2 separate regions of the Pan troglodytes genome follow, and region 2 is linked to region 1. The links are chromatin contacts, called in public capture Hi-C maps. All regions are on one chromosome and are shown on one strand. The core of a region is the stretch at or near the end of the contact, and the rest is flanking DNA. Distances in the headings are between cores, read along the strand shown. Region 1 has its middle 84 kb from the start of EMP1. Region 2 overlaps GRIN2B (glutamate ionotropic receptor NMDA type subunit 2B).

Region 1 (6,732 bases), core at 147-2,646:
TTCTGTCGGAGGGAGTTTTCCTATCCTCTGATCGCTGATAGTGCTCTGTGAGCCCCTCAGCTGGCCCTTTCTTTACACATTGGTGTCTAGAATCATGACTTCTTATTCAGTTTTTCCTGTGTGTATGTTGTGCCTCTCCCACTACACTAGTGGGAGAAGCCACTTGGAGAACCTCTTCATAGTTGGAGCCACTAGCAGGCCGCATATCGAAGCATTGCATATTTGCAATGCTGACACCAAGGAGAAGGACATTGATCTGTAGCCTTTAAGAATTGGCTGAAGGCATCAGACTCCACCCTCAGCTAAGATCAGCTCTGTGCCAAGAAACCCCTTGTACACTAAACACATACACCATACGCAACATTTTGTGGGTGCTGCCTGGTTGTCTTGCATGGCAGACACGGGCTAGAGGGCTGTGTGAACTGATGAGAAAGAAAGGGAAGGAGTCAGGGAAAGTCCCAGAGGACTCATCCCCTTGCTACTCATAGGCACTTGATCTATTAATGAACTGAGTCTGTCACAGTCACAACACAAAGGGGTCCTGCCAGGGAAGGGAACGCAGAACCACAATAGACGGCTTCTTTGTCCTGGAAGTAGAGATGAGGCAGGATTCTCTTTATCACCACAATCTTAGCAGTGCGTTTTGCTTATATTTTGTTTTTTGAATAAGGAAAAGAAGGTTCAGCGAGGTTGAGCAAATTGCTCAAGGTCACATAGTTAACGTATAGATACGTATTGAATTTACACTGTCCCTCTCCAATGTCCAGGCTGTCAACTCTGGTATTATATTGACAGTTTGGACTTAGGCTCACTGAAGGCACTGGAGGAAGCCAAAGTATGTTTTATTTCTTTGAATGAATGCCTCTTTGAAAACACAGCCTGGTTTGGGAGTATGAAAGAGAAAAAACAGGTCAGAGTTCTTTTGCTACTTAAAATGAAGATGAGGGAAACGGTTCAGAACAGAGAAAAACTTATAAGTCTTATTTTGTGTAAGCATCATATTAAACAGATTCCATTCCAACTATAAACAGATTTTCACATTTCCACCTTCCCCCTCCCATTACCCTGCATCAGCCCCCACCATCCCCGACAGATTGTTCCCTTCCTTCCTGTTTATATTATAAGAAAGCAAAATTGGCTTCCCCTTCATTCTCCACCTCCCACCCTGCACCATCTGGGGGTGCATAGCTCTTACCCCGTTTTTTGTTGTTTTTTTTTAATACTCCCTCGACTTCGTGTCCAGCGGCCCATTCGATTTTGAAGCTCCGCAGAGAGTGCCTCCAGCGGCCGCCAGGGGTCGCAGTCGAGCAGCTGGCGCCGCCTCTGTGCAGGGGAGCAGGGGCCGCTGGCCGGGAATCGCAAGCCGGTCTCCTGTACACATTAGCGTGCAGCATTAATCAGGCCGCAGCCTCTGCAGTGCTTTCCGAGGGGAGTCAGAGACTAGGGCTGGGAATGAGACCTGGCCTTTTCGGGCCACTAGAGCCGGGCCACCTCAACTCTCCCGCCCTAGGCTCAGAGCACACAGTGCTCAACGAAGTGCAGCGAGGCCAGCCGCTCGCCTGGCCCAGGGTCGAGCCTTGCCTCCCAGGATTCCTAAACACACGGGACCTGTGAGTCTGTGGACTGCAGTGCCTGCCAGGCCTGAATTCATCAGGAGTGGCGGGAGGTGGCGTAGAGGGGCAGCTCTTGATGTAGATCGGGAGGACACCTCCTCTCCCTCCCCTGCCCTCTTACTGACCCCAGCCCCTCGACAACACAGGCCCCTAGAAGCCAAGTGGCAGCTCTGTCCCTGCACACGCGTGGGCACTCCCCAGACCCCTGCCAGTTCTCAGGTCACCCTCAGACAGATTTGGCCAAACCTCCCATGGTCTTCTCATGTGCCTGGAAAGCCAGGCCTCTGCCAGAAGCTTATCAGATGGGAGGCAGAGCAGGGGAGGGCCAGCACGTGCTTCCTCTAGCATGAATTTTTCAACATTACATTTTCATCTCTCTGCCCTATTTCTCTCAATTCTCATCTCTGAAAAGAGCAGCGCAATTCCCTCCCACTGCTCTTTTTAGAGACGGATCTGCTTCTTCAGATTTGATGCAATTACTGGGCAACTAAGATGGAGGCACTAGGGGAAGAAAGGGGGAGTGGGAACAGAGGGGAGGGGAAAGGGCTTGTCAGCCCTGAGACCCGTAGGCGCGCCCGGGAGAAGCTGTGGCTCCGAGACGCTTGCCACTCCTGGGCAACACTGTTGAGCACTTTTACTCAAACCATTGAGGTGAAACACCAGGGGCCCACGATGCGCCTCCACTTTTCCTTCCTCTTTCTCCATATGCCTCTCCCTTTCATCCCTTCTTCCCTTCCTTCCTTTCTTCTTTCCTTAGAGACAGACACAAGCACACATATAGACATTCCTATGCATGTGCTTATAATACAAGTCATGCTTGGATCTTTTATAATAAGTTCTAAAGGGATAAGATACTATGGGGGGGAGAGAGATCTGATCAGTTTCGTGAAATAAGTGGGATTTGAGTTGGATCTTGAAGAATGGGTAGGACTTCTGCAAGAAGGAGGAAGGCAGGCCAGTGAGAGAGAAAAGCTTGAACAAAGACATAAAAGTGACAGATGCCACAGCAGTTGGAGAGAGCCATGAGTAGGCTGCAGTGGCTCCATAGAAGGTAGAGGAGAAGAGGATGTTTTGGGCACAAGCCTGCAAAAGTTAGACCAGAAAATGGAGAACCCTAAAGCCCAAATGAGGAGTTAGTGCATTGGTCTTTGGACTGCAAAGCCCATCAAAGGTTTTCATGGCACAACAAATCTGTGGTTGTATTAGTTCATTCTCACACTGCTGTAAAGACATATCTGGGACTGTATAATTTATAATGAAAAGAAGTTTAATTGGCTCACTGTTCTGCAGGTTGTACAGGCTTCTGCTTCTGGGGAGACCTCAGGAAGCTTATGATCATGGCAGAAGGCAAAGGGAAAGCAGGCATATCTTCATATGGCTGGCAGGAAACAGAGAGCGGGGTGGGGAGCTGGGGGAGAGGTGCTATACACCATTAAACAAGCAGAACTTGGGAGAAGTCTATCACAAGAACAACAAGAGAGAAGTCCTCCTCCATGATCCAACCACCTCCCACAAGCCCTCTCCTCCAACACTGAGGATTAATTACAAGATTTGGGTGGGGACACAGATGCAAATCATATCAATGGTTTAGGGATATTTCTTCAAAGGATGGGTAGATAAGGGATTGAGGTGCTGGGGGTTGGCAGCTGGGCATGGAAGGTTTGGGGGGCTGTTGTGGTAGTACAGATGGAGACAGTCAGGGCCTGACTTTGGGCTGCCGCACTGGAGCAGAGAGTGTGAGACACCATGAGGAGAGGCTTTACACTTGCTCCTCAACACCCTCTTCCCACCTCTGCCCCTCCATCACTCCCCATCACAGTTGATGATCTCCTATCACTCTTCACTGAGAAATGGGAATGATTGGAGGAGAACTCCCTTTTCTCCCAACCACCTGGTCTACACATGAACCTGTGTGTACCCAGTGTACCCATTTTCTCTTTTCCTCCTCTTAGTATGGAAAAAAATTCCCTTCCTTCCTGTTTATATTATAAGAAAGCAAAACTGGCTTTCCTCCACTCTGCCTTTCTCAAGGACTTTTCTTCCTCATTACTCCTTTTTTCTCCTGCATCATCAGTCCCTCCCTCTTTAATGTTCGTTCTCACCAACACATAAATATGCTCTATCATTCTGCAGCTTCACAAAAGTCTCCAATGCTACATCCCTCTCTACCTAGAGCCTCATCTGTAATAAAACTTTTCCAAAGTCTGCACACACTGATTCTATCTCTTCACCTACAAACTACTCTTAAGTTTGCTCCGATCTGGCTCATTACATTACTTTACCAAAATTACCCTTCAATCTCTAACATTCTAAATCCAGCAGGTAGTTTTCTGGCCTTATATTGGTTCTTTCAATCATATTTGGAATACTTGACCCCACTGTCCTCTGTGAAACACTCTTTTTCTTAGTTTCATGACATCACAGTAGCTTGTATTTTTTCTGTATCAGTGGCCTCTGCTTCTCATACAGTTCTAGTGGCTTCTGCTTTTGGAGAAGATGAACAAATACTGAAGTGCCCCAGGACCTTGTCCCGGGCTCCCTTTTCTTCCTTTCTCTTCCTGTCTCATCTACTCTCTTCTCTTCATCGGTGTACTCCCATGGCATAAATACCATCTCTCCAGTGATGCCTCCAAATAGATCCCCATCTCAGAGCCCTCACCATGGAGGCCCAGGCTCTTACATCCAACTGTCAAATTGACATCTCCACCAGCGTGTCTCATTGGAATCTTAAATTTAGCATATCTAAAACAAAACTCTTAATTCTCTTCTGTACCCAACTGCCAGCTGGTTCTGTTCCTCTCTCTATGTCCCCAATTCAAGAAATGGCATTATCATCCACCTAGTTGCTTACACTAGAACTCTTGAGTCATCCTTGATTCCTCCCTTTTCCTCATCTCTATATCCCATCCATCAGCAAGTTCTATCAAGTTTACTTCCAATATAGGTCTCAAATTGGCCCATTTCTCACCATGATCACTGCCATCCTGTAGTTTAAGCTGCCACGATCTCTTACCTGGCCTGGTGCAAAAGCTTTGAACTTGTCTCTCTGCTCTGCCTCTTGCCCCTTCCTCCCCATAATTCATTCTTCATGCATCAGTGAAAATGAACTTACAAAAGCATAAATCAGGTCAGATCCTTCCCCTGCTTAAATGCTCTTCTTTGATTTCCCATCACACTTAGAATAAAATCCAAAGGCTTTGAATGGCCTCCAAGACTGTCCACAATGTGGCCTTGCCCCGCTTCATCCTCACCTGGTTATGATCACTCCCTTCTCAATATGCTCTATATACAAAGGTTTCATTTCTGGTCCTTGAACATGGGAAGCTTTTTCTCTATATATGGCCTTTGCATCTCCTGACCCATGGACCTGGATTATTTGCTCTCTGCCTGGGTCTTTTTTATAAGAGACCGCCTTCTCGTCCTATAAAGATGCCTTTTCTGCTCATCCTCATGCTCCCAGCTATCCCACATCACCTTGCTTACCTCCTTCATGATATTGCTCACACTCTGAAACACAGAAACTTATCTGTCATCTATTGTCTGTCTCCTGAGAATAAGAAACTTGTCTGTCTTGCTCACCCCAATATTCTCAGCACCAAGCAAAGCCCCTGGCTGTGAATTAGCAGTGTTATACATTGGGTAGAAATGACAGAATCTGGTGAGTTATCCTGTATATAAAGCAGAGTGATGGAGAAGGGAGGAATTTCATTAAGGATGAGAGTGAAGAACCCAAAGAATGCAAATACAATTCCAGTGAGAAGAGGCAAAGGAGAAAGTACAAGCTTTGGGTTGGTGAGGTAGGTAAGGTGCTGATTTTATGATGGGTTTGAGGTGCCTATGGGACTTTTAGCTGTTAAATGGAGATGTAAGCCTATAGCTTGGGAAACAAGTTAGGGCTAGAGATATAGATTTGGAAAACACTGGCTTAGTCTATTTTGTATTGCTATAGCAGAATACTACAGACTGAGTAATTTATAAGGAACAGACATTTAATAGCTCACAGTTCTAGGGACTGGGAAGTCTAATATGAAGGTGCAGGCAGGATTGGTGATTCCAATTCCAAGATAGCGCCTTAAACACTGTGCCCTCCGAAGGGGAGGAAGGCTTCACCTTCACATGGCGGGGGATAAAGAGACAAAAAGGGACCAAATTCACCTTTTGATAACACCATGAATCCTACTCATGAGGACAGAGCCCTCATGGCCTTATCACTTCTTAAAGACTCCAGCTCTTAGTACTGCATTTCAATCTCAACATGAGCTTTGAGGTGACAAACATTTGACCATAACAACACCTTTGCCAAAGTAGTAATGAAAGCACCCGGAGAGCATTGGATGAGACGATTGTGGTGGGTCAGGCAGCGTGAGGGCAGAAGAAAGACTTATAGTGAAGAACAAGAAAGGGGAGGGGCCTGTGAAGACTGAGGCAGCAGGGAACCAGGAGGATGAAGTGTCACTGAAGCTTAGAAAATGTGAGATTTTAAGAAAAAGTGCTGCAGGTTGAGTATCCCTTTCTGAAATGCTTGGGACCAGAAGTGTTGCAGATTTTGAGTTTTTTTTGGACTTTGGAATATCTGCATTACATTTACCAGTTGATCAGACCAAATACAAAAATCTGAAATCTGAAATGCTCTCATGAGTATTTCCTTTGAGCATCATGTTGGTGATCAAAAAGTTATGGATTTTGGAGCATTTGGATTTATGATGTTTGGATTATGGGATGCTTAACCTGTAGAACAAATTCAGTTCAGTCCAAAAAATACTACTTGTGCCGTCCCTCTGTTCCAGGCTACATACTTTTTATGGAACTACAAATATAAATAAGCTCTCATCTTTTCTGGGGGGAGTGGGGAGGAATTATAGTCTGTTAGGAGAAATAGATATGTGAAAACATTTATGTAAATAAAAATATGTATTCACACAAAACAGCACTATGTACTTTATAAGAGTATATCCAGATATAAAGATAATATGTCAAATGTGTTAACAAACTTTCCTGTTGGGCAGAACAGGAGTGGGAAATGGAGATAAAAAGAAATCAATACATAAACAAAGCAAAATGGAGGTCTCAACCAAGCAAGGATGTAATAGTGCCATGAATGGAAGCTTCTGATGATTCA
Region 2 (7,472 bases), core at 1,473-3,972, 670 kb after region 1:
TTTTGACAGACAAGTATTAAACATAAATGGTAAAATCTTATTACATTTTATGATATGTGTATTTTACCACAGTTTAAAATATGTGTATTTTACCACAGTTTAAAATATATAAAAATGTATTATTAGGACTGTTATCTTTTAATAAGCTGGAGACAGAGATAGTCTATGGTTCTTGATGAAAGGATGCTTCTCCTAACACAAATATTTCCAATTATCCCTTATGTGACCCTTAGAAGTGTTTTCACCTTTGAGCGATGCGTATAGTAAAATTTGGGTAAGTGAGAGGTGTGATTTTCTTTGGTAAGGAGAGAAAAGAGCAACCATGAAAGGGGAGGTGACACTTTCTCTAGCAGATGGATTTTAGGAAAGACTACAGTAGGAAACTGAAAATCTGAACATTAAGTCCCTTAAAATGATCCATGCCTTCATACTGCTTTGAAAGTCTTCATGTACTCACAAAAGTATCTGTTCTCCAGTTTGTTGCTGTGTTGCAGAACTTCTGAAACACTGTAGACCTGTTGCTTTTCCCACTGACTGTGGTCTGGTCAGTGTAGCGAATAAACCATGAAGTTGCACGTATGTATCCCCTCACTGTCTACAACACCATTGATAGGAAAAAACTGAGGCTCGCCATGTGAATTGTCCTTGGATTATAGCAATGTAGGCTGCATGTTGCTTTCTTCTCCTCATTATCTTCCCATAGGGATGAGTCAGCAGCTTGGTCCAGCAAGCAGCAAAACCCATGAACCAGCCTTTGCCAGGGCAGTTGTAACATAGCTCAGACAGTCACGCTTCACCTCACTGGAGAAATGTGGCCCATAAAGGGAAAAAAAGACAATCACAAGCCCATACACGTGGTTTTCCCATACATCCAGTAGCAATCCTATCCACATCCTGCAACAGAATGTTTCAACATCCCCATGGGTGTTCTACATCGTATATATTCTTAGATTTTCAATAATCTGTTCCATCCTCTCCTTTTCAACTTGAAACCCTAGCATCAAAAGTGGCTGTTGATCTGATAGGACCCCACCTTTGGCTGTGGCTCATTTTCCAGCTGCAGCCCAAATCTTCCAGTGATGACAGGAAGCTATCACCATGGCAACCATCACTGACACACAGTGCAAAGCTGAGGATGAAGCATGAGTTGTTCTCCAACTCACTTCCATAACGTTAAACCACACTGTAGGCTTTAACCTACTACCCTCTGGGTTTACTGTCCTGTCCCAGAACCAGAGAAGCAGCCCAGTTTTAAACTGAAATTGTTCTTTCACTCTCCTCAGGACCTCTCCATAAGAAAACAATGGCAAAGGTGACCATATGGCCACCTAGGCCCTGAAAGTATGGTATTTACTCACTCAAAACCCAACAATGTTGCAGTTAATTGTAGAAGTGCCATTGGGGAAGGATAAGATGGTATCTAAAAGTAGCACATGCATAAATATGATACAAAATGTCAACTTGTCGTCTAATAGCTACAAGAAAGAAGGTTCTGGGGCAAATATAACCACATTGCCTCATAGAAAAAGCCTAAAGAAAGTCTCTGCCCGGGGGGATCCTTGGGGTAAATGCTTTCTTTTCATAAGGATCAATCCAACCCTGCCCCATATGTTTAAATGCTAAATTCAAAAATGGGCTGCGATGAAAGAACAACAAACCTTTGTTAGCCCTCTGGGGGGACTAAAGATGCTGAGATGTGTTCCTTGCTGAAAGAGCACTGTAAATAGCAAGGAAGTCCTATTTTTCTTTGCTAGAGATAAAGCACAGTCTCACAGATTTGGGTCTTAGATTTTTTTATATATATCCTCTCAAATTCATTTTTGCCAGAGTCATCCGGTTCTGCTCTGATGCCAAAGATTTCAACACAGTTGGTGGTGGCAGAGCCAACACTGGTGACTTAACAAAGACTATTCACTCAAAAGCCACATTTCTGAAGAGACCTGGATTCTGCAAGGAGCAACTGTACCTCTAATTACAAAATTTCTGAAATTCCCCTAAATGTAGGTTACATTAATCTCATCAGCATGCCAAGGATGGTGTGTCTTGATTTACTTTTGAGTAAAGACTCAAAAGTTGTGGTGCTGCGACACCCAGAATGTAAGGAAGGTAACTGGTGACTAATGGGAATTCCATGGACAGATGGGCCATTTAGAGTCACCGGTATTTTGGTCCCTCTAAACTGATGGGCAGCCACTCAGAAAACCCAGGAACCACAAACTCACCAGACTACTGCAGACCGCTTTTTCTCTGAAAGAACTAAGTTCTTGGGAAAGGAGGGAAAGCAGTCTTAAGAGGGTGTTCCCAGAGGTTCTACTACTTTCCCTGCATCTCAAGTCCTCAGCAGGGGTAGGCTATTAGTCCCTGCAGCAGGTGATAGCAGAATTATCTGTGTGGTTGCCGGACTTTGGAGGGACCATTGCTTCAACCCTAAGAGTGCCCAGAGATCCAAATCAGGGCTGAATCCACTGCCTGAAGAACCCATAGTTCCTGGACAGAAATGAGGGGAGAAGGGAGGTGCTGGTTTGTATTTCAGCCTGGATAGCAAGCAAACCTCAGCTAGGTAAAAGAGTTATTAGAGACATCTTAGAAGATTCTGGTTGCTACAGAGACGTCTCAAACCGAGTTTCCAATCTTTCCAACTCCTAGGCCCTCCCACATCCTCCAGACCCTCTGAGATCAAAGGCAGAAACTTTCCTCTCCCTCTTCCTGCCTCTTCTCTCCAGGGCTGCTACAGGTTTCCAGGACCCTTAATCTGAACACTCAACCAGAGGGACCACAGGGCCTCCTGGAATCCTTTAAGTGTGAAAGCTGCCGTGGCATTCGGCAATCAGCTCAAAGCCACCGACATAAGGTGCTTCAACTGTGTGGGACTCTATGGCCTCATGATCAATATAACATCTACACTGCCATTAGCCTCTACAGGAGGGTGTCAGGTATCATGTGGTGGACATAGCATTGTTAACAAACCATTTCATTTACATGCATGTTCTAGTATTACAGAGGAAGATCACAAACCACGATGCCAAGAAGTTGCATTCAATATAGTGTATATTGATGGGCCATGAGACAGAGATGGATACAGCCTAAAGGGAATCAGCAAAATACTCACTTTTAGATATGTACCAGGCTGTACTGTGTTTGCAGTACAGAAGCCTGCAAGAATCAAACCAATCAAATTTATGTTTATTATGAACTTTATGCACGTAAGCACTGTGATTCTCCAAAATATACTAAATTCATTAAGGAGGAACTCAAAACAGAGCAACAAAAAGTAGTAAACATTATAGAACAGGCACTTAAATTACCTTTGATCATGATGTCGATTACAGAACCTAAGAAGAAAAAATAAGAGACAACCAGAGGAAAAAGAAAAGTTACCACTTTAAGGGGAAGATATTGATCAATTTGCTATTTCTACTGAGGCTAAGGAATGGTTTTATACGCAGAGGGAAAATCATTGTATTAATCTATGGAAGAATAGCCAGTCAAAATAGGGGATCACACACTAGAAGTTACAAAAGAGGTTATAAAGTATTCTTCCTTGTTAGAAATCATTTAAACAGAGTAGATGAATCAACCCAAGAGTGTTTACTGAGACCCCAGCCCAGGCTCAGCCCCAAAGGACTGTAGCATTGGGGTTGTAAGTGGGAGCTCTGTAGTCAGATTTACATGCCTTCAAATCCCAGTTTGGTCACTTATGGGCTACACAACCTAAGGCAAGTTATTTCATCTCTTTAAGTTTATTCCTTATTTGGAAAATAAGGATGATAAGAGTACTTATCTCATTAAATTATTATGAGGATTAAGTGAGAACATACATGGAAAAGCATTTAGCTTGCTAGGATGTGCTGAATAAATTCTTGCTATTATTGTTTCTTATATTTGACTCCTTGCCTATCTAAAAATTACTGGCCTAGGGTTCTCATTTGCCAGATCACAATGAACAATGAAGAAATAAACAAAAGGAGTGCTGAGATGCCTCAGATTCCTGCACGACAGTAAATGCCCTTTGCTCTCTGAGCCTAATCTCATGCCTCTGACTCATGCTTTGGGCACAATTCCTTAAAAAGAGTTTCCACTTCAAGCTTATGGAGAAAAATAAGTTTTAGGTAAAATATTACTTTGGTAAAGCAGTTCAACCAAGGGCCAGAATTTTAATACCGCCAGAATCCCTATCAGAAATAAATTCAACACGGAATGACAGGCCTAGCCACCTACAACATAGAAAAAAGCTAAGTTTGACCAGGGAAGAGAAAAATGAAGGACAAAATCTCCAATCCAGAAGTGGTGCTTCTAGAGATAAAAATTTCTTACACCTCCCACTCCCTTGTGAACATTCCAAGAAGAGCAAGGCCAAGAGAGAGTAGTGATATGGCCTGCCAGATAAAATACAGGACACCCAATTGAATTTGAACTTCAATGACAAATATCAAATATTTTTAGTATAAGTATGCAAATATTACAATATTTGAAACATACTTCTACTAAAAAATTATTGTTTATTTGAAATTCAAATTTAATTGAGTGTTCTAATTCACTAAATCTGACAACCCTAGATATAGTACAGGGAACCTCCTGTATGCAGACTGACTGAGGCCAGAAATGAAATAGAAACACTGAAAAAACCCAGAGTGATCCCTGAGCAGTCTCTGCCTGGTAGACAAGCTAGAGAGCATTCATTCCAGGGAAGGATAGGAACCCTGCAGCCTGAATAAGAAAATCCAATGTAAAAACCATTTAGCCTAAATGTAAGGGTGAAGAAGTCCCCTTGGGCAAATTAGCTTGTCTTGTTAACAGGATATTCAAGTCAAATAATCCAGTCTGTTTGTAGAAAGCTTACTGCATCCAAAAGCCAAGCACATGCAATTCATGGTTGATAGAGCTGTATAATTGCACCCATTTGTCAAAACTCTAGGAAGACTTCATGGACACTTAGCGTCCATACCACAGGCTCCCACACACACTGTATTTGCTTCCATCACAGCACTCACCACACAAAATATGATTACCAATTTATCTGTCCATCTCTCTCTCTAGACTGTGAGCTTCTCAAGAGTGGAGACAAGGTCTAATTTATCTGTGAAACCACAGCCCTAATAGCAAATGGCCACCATACTATATAGCTGGTTAACCTGTGTGGCTTCTGTAAGGGAATTCACAGGAAGACGGGGATAAATAGACTTTATTGGTAATAAGTCAAGAAAGAGAAGAGGGGAGAAAAAGAAAGAAAAAGAAAGCTATCCTTACTAATTGCTTGCAATAGATTAATACATTTATCTGTACAGGTCTTATACCTAAGCACAATTGATATATCAAAAGTGGATCTGTGTATATATAGCAGTAAGAGAGAAAATTATTAAAGATTTTTGTTGGGTTTTTTTTTTTGTTGGGGGCGTGAAGAAAGAAGTCAACATGTATATGGTGATATAAAAATAAAAATGTATATAAGGACCTTAAGGATGTGTCTATAAGTGCATGTCAGGTGCCCACACGGAATATGTTAGAGCTTCCGTAAAGGAAGTGAGAGATATTAGAAAAAAGACTCAACCCAATTCTCTTTCTAAAAATACTCAGATCTCTGAAGCACTCGATTCTAGAATCAGCTCTCAATAACAGTCCCCGTTGTGTTAATGAAACTGTAACTCATCTTACCCACTCACCTTTATACAGTGTCCGCAGGAATCCACAAATTAGGATATAGTTAGCAACGGTCCTCCTGAATGGCATTACAGAAATGAAACTAAAATACTCTGAAAGCCTAATACTGCTTCAGGAAAATCTCCACCCTGTTTAGGAGCCCTGTGTTCTATCCCATGGAACCTCTCCTCCTATGTTTCCTCTCTCCTTCCTGCATTCCTCCGGTGAGAACCTCCCTATCTGTACTTCCCCTCTCTATCACTTGCCCCTGTCTTTCTTTTTCACAGATTGTTGAAAACTATTTAAAAGATCCTGAATATCAAAGTCTGTCTTCTTCTGGCCATGCATTTAAGGTATATAATAGCATGTGGTTTCCAATCCCCCAGGAGCTGGGCATGAAAATAAAATGTTAGAACTTCTATTTACATTTATTTTTATCTCACCCACTTTTAATTTCTGGTTTTTTTTTTTTTTTGCATGCTTTATAATGAACACAACATATTAGACAGTATACACATATAATTATGTACTAAATAAACACGCTGGTCATTGGCATTCCAGTTCTGTAGGGCTGCATAACAAACCACCCCAAAACTTGGTAGCATAAAATAACAACCAGTGTATTACGCTCACAAATTCTGAGGGTTAGGAGTTTGGATAGGGCACAGCTGTGATTGTTTGATTCATTTCCATGACTTTTGGAGCCTCAGTTGAGAAGACCCAAGCATCTGGGAAGTGACTCCAGGGATGCATGCTAGAATCATCTGAAACTTCTCAACTTACATGGCTGACACCTGGGCTCAGCCAGGACCACTGACCAGAGTACCTACACATGACCTGTCTGTGTGGCTTCTCACAGCATGGCAGCAGGGATGTCCAAAGGACAAATGAACCGAGGGAACCAGATAGACGCTGCATGGCCTTTTCTGACCTGGCCTCAGAAGTCACCTAGAGCCATGCTCTTCATACTCAATTAGTCAATGCAATTATGAAGCTGCCCAGATACAAGGGGAGGGGGCTGGACTCTCCACACCATGATGTGCAGTAATGACCAGGTCACATTGCAGAGGAGAATGTGGGATGGGAGAGATTGTTGTAGTTACCTTTGGAAAATAATCTACACCAATTTGCTTATTCACTCTGAGATCTGTCCCCCATCCCTTCTCTTTACTGCTCTTTATTGCAGAGAGCAAAAACCTTGCAGACCACATTTCCAAGCCTCCCATGCCAGATAGATTCTGGCTAGGATTTACCAATGGAGATACTGCCAAGAGATGGTGGGGGTGCTGGAGAGAGGAGAAGCTAGAATATATCTCCCCCTTTCTCTATGCTTTGGTCAGCATCTTCCCAGGAGCTGTATCTCCTCCCTGACTGACATTCTCTGCCAGGCAGCCACCACTTGTTCCATTCTCAGTGGACAAGTTCTACCTTGTTCCCTGTGACCCAAAGGTTCACACTGGCTTCCTGCTTTGCTGATCTGGGGTTGCACATGGGGTTGGCCATGCGCCATTTAGCTTTCAGCTCTTCTTATCCCTTTGTCCCTGATTCCCAGCATTAAATTCTCCCTTTTGAATTACCTAGTATGGGCTGTTTTCTTCACTGAATAATAATATACACAGACTAGGGATAAAAACTCCCAAATGTTTTACTCATCAAAATGTGGGATTTGAAAAGCATGTACACTATTGACATAGTTTCAAAACCTTGGAATGGGAGTCAGGCTGCCTGAGTTCTGGCCCTGGACCAGGCATAGCTACGTACTTTGGTATTTGCTTAGCCCATCGGCCTTAGTGTCCTCAGCCACACAATGAGTTGTCCTCTTTGGTGCTAACATT

The links. Capture Hi-C pulls out chosen DNA fragments and counts their contacts.
Region 2: a contact with region 1 is called in a capture Hi-C map of stem cell-derived neural stem cells, with 3 times the contacts expected there. The contact joins two enhancer-like sites. A contact is called at or near these places in 1 of 7 Hi-C or Micro-C datasets (stem cell-derived neural progenitor cells) and 1 of 1 other capture datasets (stem cell-derived neural stem cells).

The regions. Positions count from the first base shown.
Region 1 is chr10:20,425,250-20,431,981 of NHGRI_mPanTro3-v2.0_pri, forward strand. No RefSeq gene overlaps it. Among named protein-coding and RNA genes, the nearest start is that of EMP1, 84 kb to the left of the region's middle. Within about 2 kb of position 1,397, at least 7 of the 24 cell types and tissues checked have an H3K27ac peak or open chromatin away from gene starts, as enhancers often do. A contact at or near this core is called in stem cell-derived neural stem cells, where this site is marked.
Region 2 is chr10:21,090,664-21,098,135 of NHGRI_mPanTro3-v2.0_pri, forward strand. All of the region lies in intron 3 of GRIN2B (glutamate ionotropic receptor NMDA type subunit 2B), which reads right to left. Among named protein-coding and RNA genes, the nearest start is that of GRIN2B, 32 kb to the right of the region's middle. Within about 2 kb of position 2,723, at least 2 of the 24 cell types and tissues checked have an H3K27ac peak or open chromatin away from gene starts, as enhancers often do. A contact at or near this core is called in stem cell-derived neural stem cells, where this site is marked.